2 separate regions of the Mus musculus genome follow, and region 2 is linked to region 1. A link is a contact called in public HiChIP or PLAC-seq data. All regions are on one chromosome and are shown on one strand. Each heading gives the region's core, a stretch centred on a gene start, on an enhancer-like site or on the middle of the called end of the contact. The rest is flanking DNA. Distances are from core to core; before and after follow the strand shown.

Evidence for each region. HiChIP or PLAC-seq counts read pairs in DNA pulled down with a chosen protein or histone mark.
Region 2: an H3K4me3 HiChIP or PLAC-seq map of bone marrow-derived macrophages shows a contact between it and region 1, with 5 times the contacts expected there. The contact joins two enhancer-like sites. A contact is called at or near these places in 2 of 15 datasets of contacts at CTCF or cohesin (large pre-B cells and pro-B cells), 4 of 484 Hi-C or Micro-C datasets (the HPC-7 cell line, bone marrow-derived macrophages, cerebral cortex and 1 more), 7 of 115 datasets of contacts at active chromatin or transcription factors (the NIH/3T3 cell line, bone marrow-derived macrophages, embryonic limb bud and 4 more) and 1 of 9 other capture datasets (embryonic stem cells).

The regions. Positions count from the first base shown.
Region 1 is chr1:177,701,029-177,703,866 of GRCm38.p6, forward strand. No RefSeq gene overlaps it. Among named protein-coding and RNA genes, the nearest start is that of 1700016C15Rik, 27 kb to the right of the region's middle. Within about 2 kb of position 1,568, at least 191 of the 459 cell types and tissues checked have an H3K27ac peak or open chromatin away from gene starts, as enhancers often do. A contact at or near this core is called in bone marrow-derived macrophages, where this site is marked.
Region 2 is chr1:177,130,320-177,133,019 of GRCm38.p6, forward strand. It overlaps Akt3 (thymoma viral proto-oncogene 3), which reads right to left. Exons shown (of 13, transcript NM_011785.4): 2 at 652-777. Among named protein-coding and RNA genes, the nearest start is that of Akt3, 120 kb to the right of the region's middle. Within about 2 kb of position 1,377, at least 9 of the 459 cell types and tissues checked have an H3K27ac peak or open chromatin away from gene starts, as enhancers often do. A contact at or near this core is called in bone marrow-derived macrophages, where this site is marked.

The DNA of each region.
Region 1 (2,838 bases), core at 318-2,817:
TCTGGGGTCTGTTGAAGCCTCCAGTCCCTGAGAATGGAGACTTTTAGCATGGGGACTGGAGGACAAAACACTGGAGTTTGGGTCCCAGAGTCCACCTGTAACCCTAGTGCTCAGGAGGTCGTCGAGACTCACACAACAGAGGTGCTAGGAACCAAACTCTAAGAGCAGCAGGAAACCTTAACTGCTGAGCCACCTCTACAGCTCCTGCTACTTCTTTTATATAGATATAGACAATAAAGCTGTTTTCTATACAGTTACTCAAATAAGGATGTTAAGGTAGCAATAAACCATGCTTAAGGCTGAGAACCTATGACCTTAGTATGACGTTTCTCCTTTCCCAGAGGTTTCCTGAGAATCTCACAAACCAGTAACTTTTGCTAACAGTGAGAGCATCTTCATTTTCCATGCAAGCCTGGGACTCAGGGTGTCACCCTGTCAGCTGTAATCTTGTTCATGTCCTCCAGGAACTCACTACCCACCAAAACTCTGGATATGGCCGTTGTAAAGTAAAACTGAGCTCCATTTATCTATCTATCTATCTATCTATCTATCTATCTATCTATCTATCTATCTATTTACACTCCAGCTTTTATCCCCCCCACCCCCGAGCGCCCTCTTGAGACACTCACATTCCAGTGGGCCATATACTTTCCTCCTCTTATAAACCCCAGCTCGGAGACATATCTGCTCTGCATGAAATCTTTTTTACAGCGAAATCAATAGTACTGCCTCACCTGTGTGCAGAGCTCTGAAAAGAACTCCGGAGGCCTGGCGGCAGGACGTGGTGGCTCACTCCTCAAATCCCAGCCCTCAGGAGGCAGAAGCAGGAGATGACTGTAAATTCAAGGCCCGCCTGGTATACACAGAAAGCTTCAAGTCAGTCAAGGCTCTACAGTGAGGCTCTGTGTGAAAAAGAACACCATGGCTGCTGCAAGCAACAACATAGACATATACATGCCTCCTGTTCCCTAACCACTGATGACATCACCACCTCAGGCCTGTCACACAGGGACCCAAATTTAGACATGAGCTTTGGAGGGGACATCCTTATGTGGGCAGCATCGGAATCATGAGGGCATATGATATACAGTATACAGGGGTGTGACATGAGACAGGACTGAATACCCCAGCTTAGGGATGGAGACAGGGGACCGGCTGCTCATCTTAGCCTACACATTGAGACATTACTCTTAGAAATAGGAAAAAGGGGCAGGGTGAATAAGTAATTGTTGCAAGTAATAAGAAAGCTATTTCCTAATCTTAAAGTGACAAGTGTTAGGCAAGCCCAGTTTTACTAAGGTCTTGAGTTCGTTTGATAGTGAAACTTCCCAAAATGCTAAGGAAGATGGCTACCACATCTTCAGCATGCAGGGGCAGACGACAGCCCAACCGACCCTGTTCCCCCCTTAGTCTGACATCTTGCATGGAGGATAAGACTTTACTAAATCCTCTCCAAGTTCCAAGGGATCCTGTGAGAAGGGGGCTTTCACAGGGTCACACAGAGTTCTATGCTCTGTCCCTGAAGCCATCTAAGAACTGCAATGAGCCACAGTAGCCCCTGTGTGGCAGCCTGGCGTCAGGTCATGATTGAGAGTAAAGTTCTCCTTGCTTCCCTCTGTGGTTTTATACCCTGGGCAATGAACCAAGGGGAGCCCAGGAGCTTCTGCGAGGCGTTGCAGCTCCCACCCGCAGTGGCCCCTCTACAAAGGCCATGTCAGCGACTGATGCCTGCAGGGGCTCCTTCCTCGCCACCACCTCACTTGCTTCCGTTCTTCCCTAAGTCGCTCCATCTCTTCTCTTTCCAACTAGCCTGTCTTCCCACCCTTTGCTGACTCCGAAAAATGTGGGTCTCCACTCGGGCAGCAAACCACAAGAAGCCTCGAGTCTGCCTGGGCACAGAAGAAAGATCTCTTGGAAGAGTCCCTTGAGCACTAGTTTCTCAAATTAACAGGGTGGGAGAGAAACGAATCCGAGCAGCAGTGGCGGCAGAAAATGGGACATTGCTGCCACCTAGAGGCAACCAGCCTCAAATTCAGAAACTCTGGACCAGCCCAAGCTTGCTTGAAAGCCCTCCCTTGGGAGCCAGACAAGTCAGTAATGAAATTTCCAGGACGAGCAGGAGGCATCCCTGTCTCTCATCCAGCCATCGAATCTGTGGCTACAACAGTCTACAACAGACTTGAGAGTCAGTAGCTCTGTAAGGAAAGATGACTCGGAGACAAAGGGATGCATTTGACACAGGGACGAGAGAGAGGAGAGAGAGAGAGAGAGAGAGAGAGAGAGAGAGAGAGAGAGAGAGAGAGAGAGAGAGAGAGAGATTGTCTTGGGATTGTCAGAGCCTGCCCTGCTGGTCTGCACAGGTTTTCCCCTAATGGCCCTGGGATTCACAATACTCCAAGGAGCAAATGAATAGGGAAAATAGAAACCTCTATGAGGATGGCTTTGGCCTTCCTCTGAGTCCCCAGTCACTTCTGCCAGCAGCCGCTAGAGAACAGGATTTAAGTATTCATTGTTGTAATATTACATAATTTGTTTCTCTCTCCTTCCAAAAATGGAGTACGCTGAGCAGTTTTCCCTGAGTCACTGAGTCATGGAAAGTTTACCATTAGTTCTGCTTCCTTCCTAATGACTAACACTTTCTTAAGAAAGTTTTCAAAGATGGATAGATGACTCAGCAGGTGAAGGTGCTTGTGGCACAAGCCTGACTAAGTTCAGTCCCCAGAACCCCCTTAAAGGTGGAAGAATATGACCGCTGGCACACTCTACAGGGCTAAGGAGCAATATGTGTAATACATCTATAAGATTCCAAATGAAAAACACACTGTATTCATGCTATAG
Region 2 (2,700 bases), core at 127-2,626, 570 kb before region 1:
CTATGCCAATTTGAACTTGAAACTGCTCTAGTTCTGGATAAACACAGGAGGATCTTTTACTTAGATAAGTAGGTATAAACCATTTAAAGCTTGGTCAAATATGAAAATGAAAATAATCGTTATTATCATCAAGGACACCTTTTAATTAAGCAAATTCAACAAAGACAACATTTCTAAGTAAACTATGAGCATTTTTTAGATAGTCTTAAGAAATATGAATATAACTAAAAATATAAAATAATCTCAGGAAATGATTTCTAATAGACAAACATTTATATAATAAGACAAACAACCAAACACTGTGACAGGGAATCCTGTGAGATAATGCAGAAAGGAGGATAACATCTTACAACCCAGATCATAGGTCCTTATTTACATTTTATATAAAAAAACTTAAGTTGTGTACGTGGGCAATTATATTTAATATATTACATTCAACTCTAAATACGAAAAACAGTAAACTATATTGCACTGCATAAGATTATAAGTCCCTGTCATAAGGAGTTGAAATTTCTTACAGAGTTGATCATTTCTTTCCATCAAGTGTAGATAAACTTTCATGCTGGTTTCTCAGATCCATACACACACCTGCCACATAACATCATGCAGATAAATGAACCCACAGTGAATTAACAATTGTTAATCACTTACTTGCCACTGAGAAGTTGTTGAGGGGATAAGGTAAGTCCACATCTTGAGGTTTCTCCTTATAGCCTATGAATGAGCCATCTGTCTTCAAAAGGAAGTATCTTGGCCTCCAGTTTTTTATATATTCTCCTACATGGAAGAACACACATGTTAATGCCAAAAACGAAGTAATGTTTAGGTAAGAAAAGAAATTATGGTATAACACATCCCATTAACACTGACCTGCAAAATTTTAATGATGTAATTTTCTTTTAACTTGACTTACAAAAGAAAATAAGTCTACAATTAAATTTAATAAACCCCAGACACTTTGTTTTTAATGATTCCATACTTTGATTATTCATTTGGACTGTTATTCCTTCAGAGAATCATTCTTCTGAACACACATTTTCTTCAGTTTTCCAATTTATCAGTTGACTGTTAAAGCATATTTTTGGCCATTTTATAAGGCCCTAGTAATTCCATGAACAGTATTTATGAATTGCAGGGAAAACAGATCATAAGCAGAGTGTGAAATACATGTTCCACTTTCATGATCAATAATACTCCTTTTTGGCTTTTGTTTTCCAAACAAGGGGAAAGAAGCTAACTCCTTTACCTTTTTGTAAGACAAGGTCTCACAGGATTACCTCAAACTCAATCGTCTAGCCTCAGCCTCTAGGATTATTATAGGACGTATTTCCTTGTTAATCTTGACCTTAACTTCCTCTTTCTAGGAAAATAACCTTTCACACAATGCTGTGACCAGTCACAAAACTGAAAGAACATGAGTTAATAAAGCTCAAAAGCACACCACAGTTACATACAGAAAAAAATGCAATACAGTATAGTTATAAAGCATGACTAACTCTGTATAAATATGCATTTTATTAGATTTCCATATGAGCTCCACCTAACTACCAAAATAGACCCAATTTGAACCAGCAGCGCCTTAATAGCTCAATGGCAAGCGAGGCATAGCAGTTCACACCTGCTTTCTCAGGACTAGAGGAGGCTAAAGCAGGAGCCGCCATGAATGCCAGGTCATGCTGAGCTCCAAACCAAGATTTGGGGATGGAGGGTTTTGGAGTAAGTGCATTAGCAAGGGAGGAAGGAAGAAGGGTGGAAGAAAAAGAAAAAAATGCTGAAGGGGAGGAGGGAACCATGTGGTCTTCTGCTATTAGGAAGTGCTGAATTTTAGAACTACAAAAATCTGAAATTTTTACATTTGATACAAAGCAGCTTTTCTTTCGGCCAAGTTTCAACCTAGCACTTGACTTCTGGCATGCCTTATACTACTAGTAGTAAGTCAGAACTTCCTTAGTAGCTCCCTGACAGCCTTACCTAACTGACCCATTACTGCTTTACATCCAGCCTGTTAATGTTCTCAATTGCTTTCCCCAAACCTCACCACAGCTTCTACTAACAAATCACCTCCAGATTAATCTTATCAGAGTGTAGACTCCATTGCTTTTCCCCTCATCCTGCTCTAACATATTTTTACACTAAAACAACCTGATGGGCATGTGCAGCAACTCTCAGGGGACAGAGACAGGTGGATCCCTCTGAATTCAAGGCCAATCTTGGTCTATAGAGTGAACTCTAGGCCGGCCAAGGCTACAAGGTAAGATCCTGTCTCAGAAAACAAACAAACAAACAAACAAAACCAAAAAAGCAAACTTACTACATTTAATGTAACATATATTTACATATATGTATCATGTTTATACATGATATATGCATACATAGTTTTTTCCTGAGCAGCATGGTGGCATGTAACCCTAGCACTAGGAAGGCAAAGGCAAAGGACGACAAGTTAATACTACACCTGACCTCTTAGTAAAAAAGCAGCATCATTGTATAGCATTTCTACCTACACCTAAACACAAATAGCTGGACTTTCTTTTCTGTTAATACATTCAATCTATTAGAGTATTGAAACTGAATTATTAGAAGATTGAAATATAAGAAGAGAATAAAACTCAAGTGGATAACTGAAGAAGGACGCCTATTCAAATAGCTGTTAGCTTACTCAGATTGTATCTTGAATAAATCTTGCATACTGTACACAGT